Linked DNA regions of Danio rerio: region 1 is linked to region 2. Evidence: chromatin contacts called from public HiChIP or PLAC-seq data. All regions are on one chromosome and are shown on one strand. Each heading gives the region's core, a stretch centred on a gene start, on an enhancer-like site or on the middle of the called end of the contact. The rest is flanking DNA. Distances are from core to core; before and after follow the strand shown. Region 1 holds the start of ptmab (prothymosin alpha b). Region 2 holds the start of dlg1b (discs large MAGUK scaffold protein 1b).

Region 1 (3,862 bases), core at 36-2,535, 150 kb before region 2:
TCTAATTTTAGCCTACAGCAAAATCATTATTTATTCGTCAATATTTGTTAATTTAGTTCATAAACAAGGCCTTCCTCTTTGTCATTTCAAAAGTGTACATATTTATCCCCAAACTGTGATGCCACAGCACTTATTTACAAACGCCCACCTTGGCTCTTCTTATAAACCGCTTTCCAGGCCAGGGATCTTTCCGAATCCACTTTCCAGGCTTTCCCGCGTACTGTGGGTCATTTCTTTTATTGACGTCTCAGGCGTCCAATAGTTGCGCGCAAAGCGTCAACCGTCAACACAAATCGTCTCGACAACCAATCAGATGCGCGCGCCCGCAATAAGACTCGTCATCAAAGTAGAATTTGAATGTAGGTTATGATGAAGTCTCTGTAATTCCCCTCCCCTCTATGTTCGCCGGCGAGGTTATGGCTTCTGCTTTGTTTAAATGCAACTCATCCCGGATGATAAAGGATGAGACGCGTGTAGTTTGAGGTTTTTAAATGCGTGAGTCCAAATTGAGAAATGCCATTGAAAGACTTCAAAAAAAAAGAACGCTAGCAGATGCACCTTACACCGTGTTGTTAGGTTTTTAATGGGGTAAACAATATAAGATTATTACCATAAACTTGTCCGTCTTGTTGCGAAGTAGTTCATGCAACAAACTCGACATTTCCGGTGATGTTTTAGCATGTGTGCTTCTTCTCATTTAATTTATCAGATGAAAGAGAGAAAGAGGTGTTTTTGCTTTTTAACTAGTGCTAAGTTTAGTGCGAAATTCACGGAAAGGGGAGGGGCTGCATCTGGCATGAAAACACACCGCTTCCCAAATTCCACCCCATCACCGCTTTAAAAACATTTCTCTAACGTGATTCACTTTTCCAAATGTTGACTACACATCTACCAAACATGAAGGTGTCGTGTTTGGGGGTGATTTAGGGGTCAGGAACGTTTAAACGCCAGTGGATAGGAGACGTTTGCTACGTAAAAGACTTAATGAGCTCACAAGAACATCAAACGTAAGAGTTAGTATGTCGTGTCCACACTTTTGTTGAGGAAAATGTAAAATTGCGGTGCACAGATGTGTCTGTATGCGAGAAAAGCGGAGGTAGGAGGTGTGTCCTCTCTGTTGGCCGGCTGGGGGTGTGTCTTTTTACGTTTAGCTTTCCATTGTTCCACTCTACTGCGCTGAAGACACGCCCTATGGAGCGTGTTGGCCTATCAAACGCATGCACCCGCCTCTAATGCTCCGCCTACAAATCTATATTAAAGGCTCCTTCATCACATGCCGTCGGCATAAGAAAGCTTCATTACAATAGTGATTGTCGGGGGACACAGGCGGATTATTCTCGCATTTTCCTGCGCTCCAATTCTATTGATACACAACATTAATTATGGCAGATGCAAAGGTTGACTCCGCAACGGAAATCTCCGCAAAGGTAAGAACACCACGCGGATAAATGAACGAAATGGTCGTTCACTCTTACATTTGTTGTTCTAGTTCAGATTGAACGTGAACGCGGAGTCTATTTTTGGCTGGAGCCGGAAAGAGCCGTTGATCCTTTTTTTTAAAGATTAAAAGAAAAGTGTTCGATAACGGCTCCGTGGGAGATTTAAATTGACGAGGAATGTAAATGGATACATTGTAGCGCGTTCGGAACTGGAACACATTCGAACGCAATTTCTCATTGTCCGGAATGTAACAGTCTGCGCGCGCGGGTTCTTTGTTTATACAAGCGTGTCGGTTCCCCTTTGAACAGCGGCGATGTGAGCTGCGGACGACAACCGTGATAAATCCTTAAACCTGCCACTCTTTGCATTTCGCGTTCCAGCTCTTAAGCATATTTGTTACACAAATTACTCGCATTTTGTTTGTGGGTATGATTTTATGGCTTGGGTAGGCTTCGTGCAGCGTTTTGACTAGACGTTTATTCCCCAATCCGTTCATTCATTAAGGGTTAGTTTGTAGCAAACATGCATTACCGCGGGTTTCCAAAGCCGCGTTGATGGGTAGGTAGGTCGCTTCGGGGCTGAAAGTTTACCGGTTTATCCCTGGCTCCATGGTGCTTCAGTCGAAATTAAATAGTACACAATTAAATCACAAACAGTTGTGAAATGAAGAATCATGAACGTTTAATAGTCTAGTGATTTATTGTAAGTACCCACTGTTGTGGCAAACTCCGATTGATTCTGATGCAGCCGATACGCGGAACTTGAATCGACGCTGCAGTCCATCGGATTTCACCGCCGGAATGGGCTAACCCATTTCATTGTACGGATAATAAAAGTGAAATGTATATACATTTTATTTCCTGTTTAATATTTTACACAGACATATCTTTAATATTCTACTCGTGGTGTCTCGTACCTGAAAGCCCTTTAAACTCACAGGGGCGCTTGATGTGCGAGTCCCCCCCAAAATCTGTCTAATATATTTCTCAATAGTTTACATTTTTCCGTGTGTAACGGCAACGTGGGCTTGTTGGTTTACTAGTTTGAAGCCAGGGACGTCGGTGAATTTAAGGGGGCGGTCCTAGTTGATGTGGTTGATAAACGGCTTAAGGGCTAAAGATTATATAAACGAATTAATGAAAATATTTGCATGGGTAAGACTCATTTAACAGCTCTTTGTGTGCTTACATTGAAACGAGACCCGTCAGCGCTAATGCGATAAGCACATGATATTCTGACATTATGACAGGTTGTGTGTGTGTGTGTGTGTGTTTTTGCGCGGAAGATTTCTTGTCAATTCTGCGACTGCGCGAACGAAATCCAGGTTAACGTGACGGCGGCGGTGGCGGGCATGCCGAACTCTGTCGTGTTCGGGGGATGAAGAGATTGTGAAAGCCATGCCTGCGCTTCTTTGTCCTTCATTAGAGTTCGAAATCCGCTTGTGGGAACCACAACCCTGTATATTTGAATTATCCAGCGTGTATCTTTGATACAGCGTGTTTTCCGTCGCTAAAACCCAAGCAATCGCGCCGAAGTGTGGTTGTTTATTAGAATTTCCTTACACAATAACCCCAGCCGCCGAATCCCCACTAAAGTGTCAGATTACAAACGAGCTCTTTCGATGAGAGGCGGGAGTGCAGGAGTCGTTGATGGACAGGCGAAATTCTCTGCTGCAGCCAATGAGGCGTCAATGTCAGAGGGGCGTCATTATAGGTGCAATTTAAATTTGTGCGCATAGGGGGCGTTTTGCTCACGTCAGTCGTAATCTGCATTGAGACTGCCTATTGGACACAGATGGCTCCAATTCTGGCAAAGTTAAATGTGTCAAAGTACCTGTCATAAAAAAAAAACAAATGTTTGTTTTTCTTCCGTTTAGGACCTGAAGGAGAAGAAGCTCATCGAGGAGAAGGAAAACGGAAAAGATGCTACTAATGGAAAGGTAAATGTGCTTGACCTCTTTACTGCTTAAGCGTTAAATGCAGTGTTCACCTAAGCATTTGGTGAATCTGTAAACAGGAGAACGAGGAGAACGGAGAGCCAGAAATTGATGATGAAGATGACGATGAGGTAGATGAAGATGACGAAGAAGGAGAGGGTAGGTGCAACATTTGATGTTGCTGATGTTACCATAATTCAACACTTTTTAATCAATGGCTAATTGTTGTGTATTGCAGGTGATGAGGATGAGGACGAGGATGATGATGATGAAGACCTAGGTGGAGGAACAAAGCGGGGTGCTGATGATGATGAAGATGAGGATGAAGATGATGAGGTACCATCATTATTTCTGGAGTCATCACTCCTTGCATGTTTTAAAGAAAAAATATGTTTTACTAAAATCGTGTTTTCTTTCAGGATGACGTCGACCCCAAGAAGCAGAAGGTTAATTAAAAGGATTGTTTCATATTGCTGAGCAGGTGTA
Region 2 (3,812 bases), core at 83-2,582:
GTACTACTGGCTCAGAGTCTTTGACTTTTGCACGTTATGTAGGTCAGCATGAGAGAAGTAACTAAAATGTCCAAAATGTTTAATATTAAATGGCCTTGAGGATTGCCTCACTGGCAGAATATAGCAGATGCATGTGCACGCTGTGCGAGAACAGGATCTTATTAGCGGTGAGGATTAGATTAGCGAGTATGGCAGCATTTTGCCACATCCCTCTTAGCTTGACTGCTGATTTAAAAATTTCCTAAAGCAAAGTCACGGCAGAGATCTTTGTCATTGCCGACCCTCCCCCAACATCACTGCCCCTTAAAAGCCAGTGACCCGAGCGGTTTGTCCTATGTGACCATTTCATGGTCGGCCTAATCAAATCAGAAGTAATGGAGAAATTAAGCTTAAGCATCTTTCTGCCAGCTCACTCTCTCCACCGTAGGGATCCCATCAAGAAATGGAGCCATTCTCAGAAGGTCACATCCACTGTCCAGTCAGCTGCCAATGACATTCCGTCATCTTATTGGCCAGGCTCGACGCTCCCCTCCCCCTTTTCTCTCCACTGTGCAAACGTGCTGTAAGTCACTCCAACATCGCTCCTCCTCCTGCATGCGAGGCTGTGCTCCCTGAGGATGTTCATTTGCTGCTCCTCTCCATCTCACTGTTACTGCCTTGGCTTTTTATTTTTTTGCCTTCCCCTCAATGTATTGGGTGACGTAGAGCACCCACGCCGAGGATGAGACAGAGAGAGAGACTCAACCCAACTCGACGTCCATGTGACAAACCCCACGCGCTGCAACAGCTTTATCCCTCCCTCCCTCCCCTCACAGCTCTCCTCCTCTTCCCGCGTTCTCCTCACAACTCGCTGCGTTGTTCAAACTGTGGCATTCTTCACCTTCCCTTTTGGGGGAACGCAGCAGTTGTGTGGTGTCTTCTTGGCGATGACCAAAAGGTCCCGAAAGCTGTTCCTTCACGGATGCATGCACTCGGCATGAGGCCTCCGTGCAAACATCTCCACCGTGACTCACAGCTGTGAAAGGTGGAGGGACGGATCTCGCAAGCCAGTGAAGCAGAAGACGAAAGGCTCTGAGGAAGACCGGAGCAGCGGTGAAGGAGAAGGGGGCGTGTGGACAAACTCGCTGGATGAAGGAAGCAGACTGGCTGTCCCTTCCCTGGCGTGATGGAGTGAGACGAGGAATGAGGGTGGATGGTGAGAGCGGGCAGCAGCAGCAGCAGTGGAGGGGCAGGAGGAGGAGGAGGTGGTGGTGGAGGAGCAGGAGGTGGCCGGAGAGGCAGGAGCAAGTATCGCTCGCGCCGGCGAGTCTCCGGCTCTTCGCTGGCTGATCGGCTCAGCTGCCACAGCGGCGAGAAAATGTCTCCCAGCATCAAGAAGTTGGACTGCTTCTCGCCCATGCTGTGCCACTGCAAAGTGGCCTGCACCAACAGCACCATCTCACTCATGTTCGGATGCAAGGTGGGTGGTGGAGCTGCTTCTCAGGTTCGCTTAATTCACAGGACAGGACAGTCTGTGAGAGTCTGTCCAGCTTTACATCAAGGTGTAGCCAAGAGTGGCAGCCAAAATGCTTGGTACTGCTGCCAGTTGGAACTCCCGAGGCACATGCAATCAACTTGATGAGATAAGAGTTCTCTTCGAGATCTAGCAGACTTCAGAAGTAGACTTATTCTTGCAGAGAGATCTGGCATAACACGTTCATGGACTGAATTTCTTTTAAGGCACACATAATTGAAAAGTTGATGAGATGAGAGGAGTTGTCTTCTAGATGTAAGAGAGTTGGCGTACAGCAGATTTATTGCCTTTTAGTCTCTTCTTAAACAATTTATGTTAGGTTAGGACAGCTAGGTTCTTTCTTTTAGGCTTTTAATTGTTTGTGTTTGTCTAAATGTATAGGATGATCAAGTGTTGAAATATAAGTAGGCCAGATTTGGCTCCCATGAACTAATAGCTCGTCTTTCTTTAGACAATTTAAGGGGTGTAGGGAACGGTGTGCTAATTAGGTTCTTTCATTTAGGTTTTTTTCTCGTTTGTGTTTGACTAAATGTATAGGACAGGGCTATTCAATTAGTTTGTCACGGGGGCCGGTTCATGAAAAGCATCCCAAATGAAGGGCCGGAGAGATATGACTTGCTTTATGAGTGATAACACAACTGCATATAAGAGCCCATATGCTGTTTATTTTCTCCTTAAGACACCCACGTTGGCTTTTTCTACATTAAAATATGAATATGTTGTATTTTGAAACTACATAATATCAGTGCACTGTACAATAGACTTTTCTTGTTTACAAACATGTTCAAATGTTGTATATCAGAGCACAGCAAAAGCAGTGCATTGCTCAAGTAGGCTTTTTCTACTTTAAGACACATTCATGTTTTATTTTTTTAAACTGCATCACAATTATGGTTGTACGATTATATAGTCTAAAGAATAATCATGGGTTCACGGTTATCACGTCTAATGTAAATTCAAGCTTTATATGAGGTAAGTAGCTATTTAGAATAACTGTTGTTGCAACACTATCTCACGGCAATTCGTAACTTTTTCATTTAGTGGCTAATTCGTATGAATTCATCCTTTCTAATTCGTACAATTTAGTACGATTTGCTTATCCCCCAATGACGGTTGGGGTTAGGGGTGGGGTTAGGTGCCACGCCTCCTTTTTAAGATCGTACCATTTCATACGACTGAACTCGTACGAATTCGTACGAATTAGCCACTAAACTGGGAAAACGTAAAATACTTACGTTTTCTCATGAGATCAGGCTCGTTGTTGCCTTCTGCGTTCATACATACAGCACAATCATTTTAATAATAACTCGTCTAACATATATGTTGTTAACATTGCACTGAAAGGCACGCACAACTCTCACCGTAAGATGTTTTCTACTGTGTGCACCCAGAAAGACGCAAGTGTGTTGCTGCGCTTGTGCGCACATATTGTCATATATTATTACATTAAAAATAACAAACTTGCAAGCTGAAAAGACTTGTTATGGGACTGGCCACTGCTATAGTTAATCCGGTGAGTGCGTATTAGCCTCGGTGTACATACATGGAACTTTAAACTAGTGCACAGTTGACAACTTGACATAACTTGGTTTAGTTGCAGCAGTTTCGTTTCGTTCCATGCAACAGAAATGCGGCGTTGACAAGCCTTTACGATTAATTAACTGTGACGAATTCAAGTGCAGTTAATAGTGAAATCGGCTAATCATTGCATCCTGCTTGCCCCACTTGCTTGGCGCACGTCACTTCATAACTATAGCGTCATTTTTCGAATTAACTACATTTATTTTTCATGTCTTATTTGCACTATTTGGAGGGCCAGAATAAATTGCCTCGGTGGCCAGGTTCGGCCCACGGGCTGCCAATTGAATAGCCCTGGTATAGGATGATCAAGTGTAGAAGTATAAGTAGGATCAGGGCATGACCCAGGCCAGACTTGGTTCCCATAAACTAATAGCTTGTCTTTCTTTAGACAATTTAAGGGGTATAGGGGAAGGTGTGTTAATCAAGTTCTTTCTTTTAGGCTTTTTCTTGTTTGTGTTTGACTAAATGGATAGGGTGGTCAAGTGTAGAAAGGTAAGTAGGATCAGGGCATGGCCCAGGCCAGAATTGGTTCCCATGAACCAACAGCTTGTCTTTCTCTAGACAATTTAAGGGCTATTGGGGAACATATCGTCAGATAGATAAGGTTCTATCTGCATTCTGAATGATTTTGAGATATTGAGCATCAAAGTTTTTGCATTCCATAGCAAACAGTATGTGTGTAACATTTTTTTTGTAAATAAAAAGTCTTAAAATGTAA

The links. HiChIP or PLAC-seq counts read pairs in DNA pulled down with a chosen protein or histone mark.
Region 1: an H3K4me3 HiChIP or PLAC-seq map of gastrula embryo shows a contact between it and region 2, with 3 times the contacts expected there. The contact joins the promoter of ptmab here to the promoter of dlg1b in region 2. A contact is called at or near these places in 2 of 4 datasets of contacts at active chromatin or transcription factors (embryo and gastrula embryo).

The regions. Positions count from the first base shown.
Region 1 is chr2:5,450,118-5,453,979 of GRCz12tu, reverse strand. ptmab (prothymosin alpha b) reads left to right here and starts at 1,285. Exons shown (of 5, transcript NM_001098730.1): 1 at 1,285-1,427; 2 at 3,317-3,379; 3 at 3,457-3,535; 4 at 3,615-3,712; 5 at 3,796-3,862. The coding sequence starts at 1,383. The coding sequence ends at 3,831.
Region 2 is chr2:5,303,429-5,307,240 of GRCz12tu, reverse strand. dlg1b (discs large MAGUK scaffold protein 1b) reads left to right here and starts at 1,332. Exons shown (of 22, transcript NM_001012388.1): 1 at 1,332-1,459. The coding sequence starts at 1,358.